Linked DNA regions of Mus musculus: regions 2 and 3 are each linked to region 1. A link is a contact called in public ChIA-PET and HiChIP or PLAC-seq data. All regions are on one chromosome and are shown on one strand. Each heading gives the region's core, a stretch centred on a gene start, on an enhancer-like site or on the middle of the called end of the contact. The rest is flanking DNA. Distances are from core to core; before and after follow the strand shown. Region 1 holds the start of Mcmbp (minichromosome maintenance complex binding protein). Region 2 holds the start of Plpp4 (phospholipid phosphatase 4). Region 3 holds the start of Itgam (integrin alpha M).

Region 1 (3,790 bases), core at 1,001-3,500:
CTCTATAACCAACCGGAAGCCACTGGTTCTGGCATAGAAAGTGCAAGAGAGACGGGGAGGCTGTTGCAGAAATCCAAAACGTGACTAAAGATCCTGGGCTATGACAGCAGTGCTGGAGATGAAGATTTCTGGACAGGGTCAAGAGATAATTAATATCTAAAGCTGATACAGAGACTGGGTATGGAGGCACGTGCCAGAAGACCAGCTTCAGTGGTGGACTATTTGCCTGCTTGTACTGGGTTCAACCCCCAGTACGGAAATCAAAAATCAAACACAGACCAAAGAGTCTCCAGCTTTAAGGTACCCAATGTAATCACTGCGACAGGAAAACACAGCAGAAATACAGCAGAGCAGGTTATACACTTCTCTCCCAAAGAGTCATTCAGAGGGCAGCAGTGACCTTTCCAAAACATTCCAAAATATTTATAAAATATTGATAATCAAATGCAATTTTCCCCGAACTCCCTACAGCAGGACCGTGGTAGTGGGATATTTCTCATAAATGGAGATTCTGGCTGGGTAAGGTGGCACACGCAACACTCCAAAGGATGAGGCAGGAGGATTTCCATGAGCGCCAAGCCAGCCAGCTAGGGCTAGGGACCTGCCTCAAACTAAAGGGTAAGGAATTCTGGTATCGGTCATTGGAACTTAACCCTTTAAGTCCCAAACCTTTAACTACGGAGAGATTTTTTTTCCCCTAAAAATTTATCTACACATTTGCACTTTCACCCAGTACAGAACTGAACCCTGGCTTGACATTTGGGAATCATTGTTAGTCTCGACATGCCAGTTGTTGGGTCCAATATTTTGAACTTCAATTACTAGCACTTAGCGAAGGGCTCTGCCTTCCAAATGACAGAATCACAGGTAGCAGCTTACACACACCCTTTGATAACCACCCTAGATGGCTAGGTTTGAATCTGCCTCTTTCCACCTGCACTGTACTCAGACCATTCATCAGGCCAGGCACACATTCTACTACTGAGCTATAATACCCCAAGCCCGTGGTTTACTCTTTCGCGGGCTTGCACACCCCTGCCCCTGTTGAAGACACTGTGTGTTCACTGGCTATATAATCGTCATGTCTACCCAGCCCTTCTATCTGCCGGCTTTAGTTTCACCCTGGGAAACTACCTGATTAGTTAGAATTCTAGGTAAAATGAATCCGATCCGGTGGGAGCGTTACTACAGAAAACACATTCCACGGAGACCGGTGGCACAGGCCAGTCATTAAACGCACCGAAATCTGGGATGCGCGTGGGAATCGGAGGTCTGGTTAACCAAAAAAAGCAACGATGACAATTACACCTAGAATTTACTCAGCTTGCCTACAGCACTCTCGGCTCCCGTTCTGTGGCAACTCATCTAAGTAGTTGAGTATTTCTAGCTAGCCCTGGTACGGGAACAGGTAACAGAGCAGACGGGTTCTAATGTCAACAGGGCAGGAAGAATAATTTAAAAAAAAAAAAAAAAAAAAAAGAAGAAGCATTCTCCCGGATGTCAAGGGAAACAGAGAGAACTTCTGAGCGAAGGCTCGAGCACTCCCTTACACACCCCGGAAGTTTTGAAATATCCCGCAGGCTCCCACAGGCAGTGGCTTCTCTCCGCGGCCGCTCTAAGGGCCCTCCGTGGGCAAGGGGACCTCTCCGTGTCTGCAGCACCCGGGCTACGTAGGCCACCGGCCCGGAGCCAGGCCGTCAATCACAGCTAGCGCTCGGAGCCGCGGCCCCGCCGCCAGCGAGCCGCGGCCGGGCAGCGGGCAGGTGACGGGAGGCGGCGGCGGCGCCAGCGCCGGCGGCCGGAGACGGCTGCTTCTGCTCGGCTTCCAGGCCCGGGGCCACGCGAGCCCTCGGCAGTGATTCCCCCGGCCCGTCGTCCGGAGTGCGGCCGCGCGGCGGGCCTGGTCCCGCAAACTCCGCTCCCCTCCCGGCCCTGCTCGCCACGCGCCACTCACCGAAGAAGCCTTGCACGATCCCGAGCGGGTGGCTCAGCCAATCTTCTCCACAGGGCATGGCGCTGAGGGCCGGGGCCAGCGCGGCCCGTGCGGCGGGCGCTCCTCTGCGGGCCGAGCGCGCTCGGAGCCCGGCTTCTCGGGGGCTCGGCCGCTCCTCGTCCGCGCCCTCCCACGCGCGGGGGCGTCGCGAGCCACGGGCCTCCGCGCGTCTCAAGGAGAGGTGGCTGCGGTGACGGGCACGAGCGCCTCGGAGCTGCTGGCCAGCGGCCGGAGGGGTGGGGGGGAGACCGTCCTAGCCTCCACTTCTCACAATGGCGGGAAATCGCGGCCACCGACCGCGCTGCCAGCGACCTGGGTGGAGCTCGAGGAGGAGGGGCGGCGGGAGCGTGCTGCGCACTCCCGGAGGGGAGGGAGTGGGCGGGGCGGACGGCCATTTTGGAGACGGAGACAGGTCGGGCAATCCCGGGGCCGCCATCTTGGAGATGGGCAGAGGAGCGCGTCTGTGCTTGGTATAGTGGTCCCTGTGTGCGCGCCTGGTGGCAAACTCCATCAGGGTGCTTCATTGGCTCAAAGTTTGAGTCCTTGCACCTGGACCAAAAAGACGCACGTTCTGCCAACTTCAAGAGTCATCTCTAAGCAAAATTAAAGGTTGAAATTCTATTTGGTGTCTGATCATCTGATCCCCTTGTGCCTCTTGTTTCTGGTGGTAGAACTCTTCTAAGGTGCCCTGCCCAAAGTCCTGTATAAGATTTGCCCCCAGCTCAGTGAGTTCTTCCTGAACGATTTAATCAAGGAGGTTGTGTAGCCTTTGTGGGCATCTCAATATGGCCAAGGAACTGGCAAGTGCTCAGAACTCTCTCCTAGCCCAGCCTTTAGCTTCTAACCTCAAAACACCCAAATGATCTCTGCTTCCAACCTGGCAACTAGGGAGCTATGACAAGATTCCTATACAGCATACAGATCAGAACACTCTTACAGGGCAGACCCTGAAGGGCCTAGAGAATTTAGGAACTGTCAAGTTTTCATAGAGAAGACATTTTCCCTAGAAATGGGATATACCTCAGAAAACCCTGATTTCATCATCTATACCTACTCGGCTGTAAAAAGGTAGTGGTGATCTGAATGTAATCTAGAAAGTATATAGCTGAAGAATAAGAACTTCTTGGTGGCAGAACACTTGCCTGTCATGCAAGCCCTAGCAAGGGATCAAACAGAGAGAGATGGCGACAGATGAACAGAGACAGCTATGACCAAACCCAGAAACCTCTGTAGTTCAGAAGGAAAAGGGAACCAAACCTGCCCTTCTGCCTTTGTTGGTCCCCTGGAGGGAACGTATCCTTAAATCATAGCACTTGGGATATAGTCAAGGAAGGTCAGGAGTTCATAGCCAGCCTTGGCTACACACTGAATTTGAGGCCAGCCTGAGCTACCTATATATGACCCCGTCTCAAAAACAAATAGATAAAAATTAAGAGCTCCACAGTGGTGGCCCATGCCTTTAATCCTATCACTCAGGAGGCAGAAGCAGGAAGATCTCTGAGTTTGATGCCAGTCTGGTCTACACAGCGTGTTCTAGGACAGCCAGGGATACACAGGTTTTCAAGAAACCCTGTCTTGAAAGAAAAATTAAGTTTGTGATCACCCACAAAGAACAATAACTTTGTAGAGAAATGACAGAAGAAAGTAGTTCTTAGTTCCCAAAGGCAACAAGCTGCAGGAAGTCAAAATAGGAGAGATTCATGGTAGACACAGTATATAAGATCTTTCTGCTTCTGGGTTGATAAGGATCGAAAGCTCAGCCAGGCGGTGGTGGCACACAACTTTAATTCCAGCACT
Region 2 (3,974 bases), core at 67-2,566, 520 kb after region 1:
TCAATTGCTGGGATGGTGTTCCTTCCACACAGCCTGGATCCCTCCCCACTGAGGCGCCTGGGCTCAGCTGTCTAAGGGCTGGCATGTGCCATTGGCAACAGGGTCTGCTTTCTACCTACTCCTACTTGGGTCCAAGTGGGAAATCTAGATCCCCAGGACCGGGAGCCAACTTCTAATCCATCCCTGCTCACAAAATCCTGAGAGGTCTTTCCTAGAATCCAAGAAAGATCCAAGTTCCCCAGAGACAACCCTACAAGTATGATTAATGACTTCTACGGGTGATGCAAATGCAAAGCCAAGACCAAGCCGCCGGTCCCAGGCTTGTGGTTGTCACCCCCAGGCCACCATTTATTTATATTTGAATTTCTGACTGAGTACTGAGACCAAGGCTCCTGCTTCTACTTGTTGCCTGATGATAGCCTGCTATGTGCAGGCAGGGATGCTAAGAGAGCTGCTGTTCATATCCACAGCACAGCAGCCCCAAGCCACTGATGGTGTTGGAGGATGCTGGAGGAGAGGAGAGGGTCCTCAGATACTACATAACAATGGTGGCATAAGAGGGCGGGGACCAAGTTCACATTGGCCCTCAGTTTGTGTCAGGGTTTTTGTATTCCAGTCTGGCACCTTCTGAGAGAAAGCAAAGATTGGGAGCAATCTTCTGGGAACTTTCTAGAATCAGGGGTGGGGAAAAGAAAATCTGAGGTTGGTAAGACCTAAGAGGGTCAGAAAGCAGAAAGGAAGAAGCGCTCCCAGGTGGAGCCAGAGAATGCCAGGGCTGTCCTGAGTGTGAGAGAATCCCCAAAGCGCCCATCTCCATGTCCACGTGCGGGTGTGCGAAGAAAGAGCAGAGAGCCAGAGCAGGAGTCGCAGGCTGGAGAGGAGGCGCGCAGCGGCCGCCGGCGGAGCGTGCTGCTGGGCGCGGAGCCCAGGGGCGGCCCAGTAGCCGGGAAGCCGCGCAGCGCGCCGGGAGGGAGGCGGCGGCGACGACAGCAGGGCATCCCCCAGGCTTCCCCTCCTGGGTCCTGGGCGCCAGGCGCAAACCCAGGACACAGAAACAGCACTGATCGCAAGTGAGCAGTGAGTCCCTGACGCGCCCCTGATCGGCGTTATCAGGAGTGGGACCTGAAGAGGCTGGTGTCTGGGTGTCCGGGAGCCCAGAGCGGGAGGCTGGGACTGAGCCCTCCCCGCCGCCCCCACCCCGCGCCCGCCTCCCGCCCCCGCCCGCGGCCTGCAGCGCGCCTCCCTCACCGCCCAGGCTCCGGAGAGCCGCTCCGGCCGAGCCGTGGGAGCCACGGACAGCGCCAGCTGCCGCTGCGGGAGCTACTCCGGCTGCACCATGCGGGAGCTGGCCATCGAGATCGGGGTGCGAGCCCTTCTCTTCGGGGTCTTTGTGTAAGTAGTGGTGCACCGCGGGAGGGGACCTAAAGACTCAGCCTCTGGGAGCCCCAACTTTGTTTGCGCTGCTGTGTCTCGCCGGGGCCTGGGTTCGAGATTCCCTCCTTGGTTGGTGCCGGGGATGTTCCATACGGGATCAAAAGAAATCCTCTCCTCCTTTTCTTGGGACCCTCAGCGCACAGTAATCCTAGCATGCCCAGGACTGAGACCTGCTTCCGTAGTAGCTCCTAGTCTGGAAGCAAGTCTGGCGGCCCTAGCTCCGATGCCCCAAGTCTGATCCTTTCACCAGCCCCGCGCACACCTGTCCCTGGAATTTAGGCTGCTCCTTAAGACCAGGACAGGCAGCCTGGCTCGTGCCCTAGGGAAGTTTCTCTCTCTCCTGTGATCTTTGAAGCTGATGATGGCAGTTTTTACTCTTGGCCCCTTCTCCCGACACCCCATGCTGTGCCCAGGCAGCCAGGGTCAGCCTAGGTCTCCTTCTATGTCCCTGGTTCCTGAACTGACAGCCCTACAGAGCCTCAAATAGGTGTCTGCGTTACTTCTCTGCCTGGAAAACTGTTGCCATGGAGGGTTGAGCAGGTCAGGATCTGCAGCAGGCTGCGGGGCTCAGAACACCAGGAGCTCCTTTTACATGTGACTGGCAGAAGCCCTTTGGGGACAGCATTGAAATGTTCAGGTGGCACCTAGGAATAGTCATTTCGGAAAAAAGGAGGGAGCCTGGTGCCATTTCTTCAGAAATGTCTGTGCTCGGGCTCCCCCAAGGAGCTTTCTCGGCTTTCTAGTCTCTTGGGTTCAAACCCACCTAGCAGGTAGCCTTAAGTTACCAAGGGGGTAACTGCGGGTTACCACGGCTGACACATCTGCACTGTTACCCCCAGTAGTAGGTCAGGTTTTCTCTTTCCTACCCATGGCTGGCTGACACATTTTATATATTAAAGTTGCACGGACTTTCTCGATTTACTGGAGTCTTGGTGTGTGTGTGTGTGTGTGTGTGTGTGTGTGTGTGTCCCATCAAGGCAATCAAGAAGCACCCCTCCCAATAAATTTCTGCCCCAACCATGGCAGGTAGGCAAGTGTGTAGTATAAAAGACTACTTCTGCACCTTGGGGTATATGCATAGAAAGGAATGCTTTTTAAATTTTATTTATTTATTTATTGTGTGTGTGTGTGTGTGTGTGCGCGCGCGCGCACATGCGTTTAAATTAGGGATTAAATTCATCCTGAGGATTCATTCATACCATCAGAAAAGACTAGGAGCTTTCCAGATGTGGGCCACCCCCTCCCCTTTCTGCCTGAACACTAGTGTTATTCACTGGGAACAGGGAGAAGGAACTTCAGTTGGATCTTGATGCATATGAAAAGAATCAAGCCCCTCCCCCTTCTTTCTCTCTGTCTTTCTACCTTTGGAGTAAACCTTCAAAGGCCTGGCTGCCGGTTGATTGCATGGGGGGCAGTTTTGGGTTGGCAGATAGGCTAAAACCCCACTCAATGATTAGGTGTTAAAAATGATAGACTGATGGTTAGTGCATGGTAGAATCTAACATTTGTTGGGGGGGGAATGTCTGTACAAAAGTAATGCAGGAATAACATGAAATAGGCTAGAAGGCTCTCTGCTTTAATTGCTTCCGGGAAGATTTATTTTAAAAGGGTCTAACCACATGCAAAATATTTATATGTTTTCACATTTCCTTTCAAACAGTCTTCCAAACACGTATGAGATGTTTTCAAATCTACAATGGCTCGTTTAGTGAATTAGAAAACTTGGTAAATTTTGTTTGTGTGTCTGGCTTTTTCTAAGAACATCATGTAAAAAACAAAACAACTAACCAACCAACCAACCAACCAATGAAATCACCCATCACTTTTCAGTGTTTTCCCCAAAGGCCCCTCCTGTGTTCTTTAGTGCGGGATCTATAATCACCTGCCACCACAGGATACATATGGACATTGATTGCATTTTGGCATGATTCTTGAGTTTCATATGAAATTGCCAATATTATCTATAAAGACCAGATTGGCACTGAAGTCAAGCTGGGGGTGGCAGTTTATGCAGATAATGGCTTCTGGGAGAACATAGGAGGAGAGGGGACACAGATGACCTCTTGTTTCCTCGGATAAGCTTCTGGTGCCTTGGCAGAGGCTAGCTTTGGCGAGGAAGTTCTCTTCTTCCCTTTGGCAGCACTGTGGTGAGGAGGGGACTGAGTGAAGGCTCACTGCCATCAAGACTGCGTTCCCTGCAGCCCTGGGACATCGGGGAGTTCCATCCAGGCAAGTAGAATCTGGTCTGCCTGCCACGCTGACCAGTGCAGACTATGCAGTCATCACTCATTTGAACTTGGCACGGATGCCCTATCTCCCAGAACCAGAAGCTAGTTTTAGACCAGGGAGAGCCTCCCCACCTCTTGCTAGCTTATGCTCTAGAACAGTGGCTCTCAATCTTCCTCAGGCTGCAACCCTTTAATACAGTTCTTTATGCTGTGATCCTCAACCATAAGATGCTTCTTTGCTACTTCACGACTGTGATTTTGCTACTGCCATAGATTGCAATGCAGATATCCAATATGTGTGGTGTGTGATAT
Region 3 (3,974 bases), core at 292-2,791, 680 kb before region 1:
CAGTCTTACCAGTTCTTCTGTCTGGTGGCATGGTTCCACTTGCCCCACATGTGTGTGTGTCTGAGTGTGCATGTAATAACTTTGAAACAAAGTATATAGAATTTTATTTATCTATTTTCCAGCAGGTAAACATCTACTTCCGTCGACTATTGTAAAATATAACTAGGAACAATAGAAAATGTGTCAAGATGAAGAGAAGGAAGCCAGGCCTGGGTGCATGCCTGTAGGTCTATGGCTGGGGAGGTTGAGGCAGGAGGATGACTGAGTCAGTGAGCTCAAGATCAGCTTGGACAACACATTGATAATGTAGAGAACAAGGTCCACGAGGTGGCAGGTAAAGGTGCTTTGTCACCAAGCCTGAGGACCTGACCTTGATCCCTGAGACCTGCATGGTGGAAGAAGAAAACTGACTCCAGCAAGCTGTGCTCTGACCTTCATACTTACACAGTTGAAACCCACAAGCATTCACACACACACACACACACACACACACACACACACACACACACGCACCAAATAAATAAGTAGATGTAAACAAGACAAAAACAAAACAAAACAAAACAAAACACAACCCAGAGAGTAAAGAAACCACTTTTTTTCTCAGCCAAGGGAAATGTACACAGTGCCCCATACCATAAGTCACGTAGTCGAGTATCCTAGATTTGGGAAAATCACGGGTCAGCACATTCCAAGTGCAATGGGTGTGCCTCGCTTGGGAAAACTACCTTCCTGATCATAGTGTCTCCCCTGCCAGGTAAGTACGAGAAACCACTGTTTTTTAAGAACAAGAACTTCGAGTAGACTCCACATGCAGCAAGGCAGGAATGGTTAAATATCTCCCAATACATCCTTCAGTTCCACTGTGTATAATAACATCAAGTTCTGTTTTCAAAATACTTTCATGAATTATATAGAGCACCACACTATGGCTAGACGCCGATGGTTTCTTTCCTCTTTGGGTATGTGTGCGCATGTACCATGGCGTGGATGGAGAGATCAGAGGAGAGCTGGGAGGAGCTGGTTCTTTTCTTCAACCGTATGGAAACTGGGGATTGGACACAGGTGGTCAGCGCTTAGTGGCAAACACCTTTACCAACTGAGTCACCTAGCTGGACCAACTCTTGGCTGTTTTTTCTTTTTGAAGAGATTTGTTATGCCGTATGTATGTGGGTGTTTTCCCTGCATGTTTGTCTGTGCATGAGTGCTGAAGGGAGCACCAGATGCCCTGGGACTGGAGTTATAGACAGTTTCTGAGCCTCCATGTGGGTACTGGGAGCAAGATGTGGGTCCCCTGGGAGACCAGCCTGATCCGAAACACTGAGCCTACTACTTAGCTTTTTTTTTTTTTTTCCATAATATTTGAGCTATCCCAGAGGTAGACGGGTGTCAGATGGCACCTTTGGGTGTAACCCTGATGGTTCGGGCCAGGAAACGGCATCAGGGACTGTTTTCTCCCGGAGGAAGGCTACAGAGGGCTGGGTGCTTGTAGAGCCTCCGCCCTCTTTCTTTGAGTCTCTCATAGCTTTTTCCTCATACTTCTCTGTTTTTACCCCTCCCTCCTGGCCTTGGTGGCTTCCTCAAAGTGTCTGTGGTGCCTGAAATACCACAGTTCACACTTCTTTCAGGGCCTTGTTCCTTTAAGTCATGACTCTTAAAGCTCTTCTGGTCACAGGTATGTCGGCGGGGTCTTGGGGGATCCTCAGGGTGGGGAGAAGGGGGTCCTCAGATTGGAAAGGAGGGGATCTCTTGGATCTATGAATGGAGAGGAAGGTCATAGGAAGGAGTAGGTGGGGAGAGATCAAAGGTTTTAGGGAATGTGGATACCGAGACTTGAACTCAGGTGGTCGGTGTTTAATGGCAAGCACCTCTACCAATTGAGTCACCTTGCTGGACAAACTCTTGGCATTTCTTTGAAAAAAGGGAATCATTGAGTGTGTGGGTGTTTTACCTGGATGCAGGTCTATCCATCAGGTGTGTGCAGTGCTAGTGGAAGTCAGTAGCGGGTATCAAAAGGGGAGGGGGATCTTTTGGATCTGTGAGTGGAGAGAAAGGTCAGGGAATAGGAAGGAGCTAGGTGAGGAGAGGCAAAGGGCATTAGGGAAGGATAAAGGATTCCAAAAGAAAAAGAGCAGAGGTAGGCAGGAGGAATAGTTAGGGATGCATGGATGAAGGACTAAATCCATCGATGCTGTGAGGGTTGTTTGGCAGACAGGCTACCAGGATCCAGAGAGGTGAAGGAGCTGCACCAGGGAGCGCAGCGGATACATTTCCGGCTGTGTTTCAACACATACCACTTCTCCTTAGTCTTACGTTCTAATTACCAAGAACCTAGTGTGGATGTTTGTTGAATGACTGATAATCAAAAAAAAAAACTGTTTTGTTTCCTTTTATGTCTACTTTTGTAGAGAGGGAGTCAAGAAGGGAAGGAACTACTTGAAACTTGCATAGGAAGGAAAATTTCTAACTGAGCCCTTTGTTGTGTAAACCATTGTGGTTGTGACAGTGGGGGAAGAGGCCATTGTGGGCTTAGAAAGGGACTGGTCATACCCCATCATAGGCATTTGTGCAGGCCTTTGAGCCTGCGTCAGCATATTTGGCCTGTGGGTTAAATACTCTTGCTACCTGTCTTAAAAGACAAACATCTATCATCCATCAATGATAGAGGATGCTAGCTTTACTCCCAGTGAAGTGAAATGTCACTCCTTAAGAGTCTCATTCATCTCCTGGATAAACCTGTATCACAAAAATTGTGATAATGGGCTACAGTTTGAGATTCCTTGATGAAAACTTGGTAGATAGAGGTGAAGCCCAGGGCTTGCCTAGTATGTACAAAGCTCTCAATTTGATCCCTAGCACCAGATAAACTGGATACAGTAGTGTACACCTGTAATTCCTGCACCCTGGGGGTGGGGTGTAGAGGCAGGAGAATCAGGAGCTTAAGATGGTCTTCAGCCTAGGATGTGTGAGACACTGTCTTGAAAAGCTCTTCAAGCTGGGTGTGATGGCACACACCTTTAATCCCAGAACTGGGGAGGCAGAGGCAGGTGGATCTCTAAGAGTTTGAGGCCATCCTGTTCTACAGAGATAGTTCCAGGATATCCAGGGCTACTCAAAGAAACCTTGTCTTGAAACAACCACACCAACACCACCTTTTCCTCTATGGTCTTACTATGCAGTCCTGCTGGTCTGGAACTCACTGTGTAACCAGCTGGTCTTCTGTAGAAAAAGAGGATGGATTTCTGTGTGGTGGCCCACCCCTGCACCCCCAGCATTTGAGAGGTAGAATGGGAGACAGGAAGACCAGGAGGTCTAGGTTATCCACAGTTACACTGTAGTGTTCCAGGCCAGACTGGACTATATACAATCCTGTCTCAAAAACATAACAGAGAGATCCCACACTGTGGATCCCTGCCCAGGACCATCAGAGCTTCAATGAATGTGGACAGGAATGGTCACGGGTGGAAATGTGTGTTGTTCTCTTAACCATATTGGTTCCTTTGCTTTGACTCTTACTTCTCCGTTATCCTTCCAGCCCTAGCCTTGTGTCATGGCTTCAATCTGGACACTGAACATCCCATGACCTTCCAAGAGAATGCAAAAGGCTTTGGACAGAGTGTGGTCCAGCTTGGCGGAACCAGGTAAAGTCCTCAGGGGAGCCTGCTGTCTGCTTTGCATGGAGAAGCTAGGGGAAAGAAGAATTTCCTTATTGAGGTCTCTTTTCTTTTCTTTTCTTTTCTTTTCTTTTCTTTTCTTTTCTTTTCTTTTTTTTCTTTTCTTTCCTTTTCTTTTCTTTCCTTTTTTTCCTTTCCTTTCTTTTCTTCTCTTTTCTCTCTTCTCTTCTCTTCTCTTCTCTTCTCTTCTCTTCTCTTCTCTTCTCTTCTCTTCTCTTCTCTTTTTCCTTTCTTTTTTCTCCTCTCCTCCCCTCCCTTCCTCTTTTCTTTTCTTTTCTTTTCTTTTCTTTTCTTTTCTTTTCT

The links. ChIA-PET counts read pairs in DNA pulled down with a chosen protein or histone mark. HiChIP or PLAC-seq counts read pairs in DNA pulled down with a chosen protein or histone mark.
Region 2: a contact with region 1 is called in an H3K27ac HiChIP or PLAC-seq map of oligodendrocyte precursor cells, with 6 times the contacts expected there. The contact joins the promoter of Plpp4 here to the promoter of Mcmbp in region 1. A contact is called at or near these places in 1 of 39 promoter capture datasets (hippocampal neurons) and 2 of 115 datasets of contacts at active chromatin or transcription factors (oligodendrocyte precursor cells and stem cell-derived neural progenitor cells).
Region 3: a contact with region 1 is called in an RNA polymerase II ChIA-PET map of memory CD8 T cells, with 16 read pairs. The contact joins the promoter of Itgam here to the promoter of Mcmbp in region 1. A contact is called at or near these places in 1 of 39 promoter capture datasets (pre-B cells), 2 of 115 datasets of contacts at active chromatin or transcription factors (embryonic stem cells and memory CD8 T cells) and 1 of 9 other capture datasets (embryonic stem cells).

Annotation. Positions count from the first base shown.
Region 1 is chr7:128,738,179-128,741,968 of GRCm38.p6, forward strand. Mcmbp (minichromosome maintenance complex binding protein) reads right to left here and starts at 2,251. Exons shown (of 16, transcript NM_145955.3): 1 at 1,955-2,251. The coding sequence starts at 2,012.
Region 2 is chr7:129,255,778-129,259,751 of GRCm38.p6, forward strand. Plpp4 (phospholipid phosphatase 4) reads left to right here and starts at 1,317. Exons shown (of 7, transcript NM_001080963.1): 1 at 1,317-1,392. The coding sequence starts at 1,337.
Region 3 is chr7:128,061,099-128,065,072 of GRCm38.p6, forward strand. It overlaps Itgam (integrin alpha M), which reads left to right and starts at 1,542. Exons shown (of 30, transcript NM_001082960.1): 1 at 1,542-1,672; 2 at 3,533-3,638. The coding sequence starts at 1,645. It also overlaps the pseudogene Gm22809.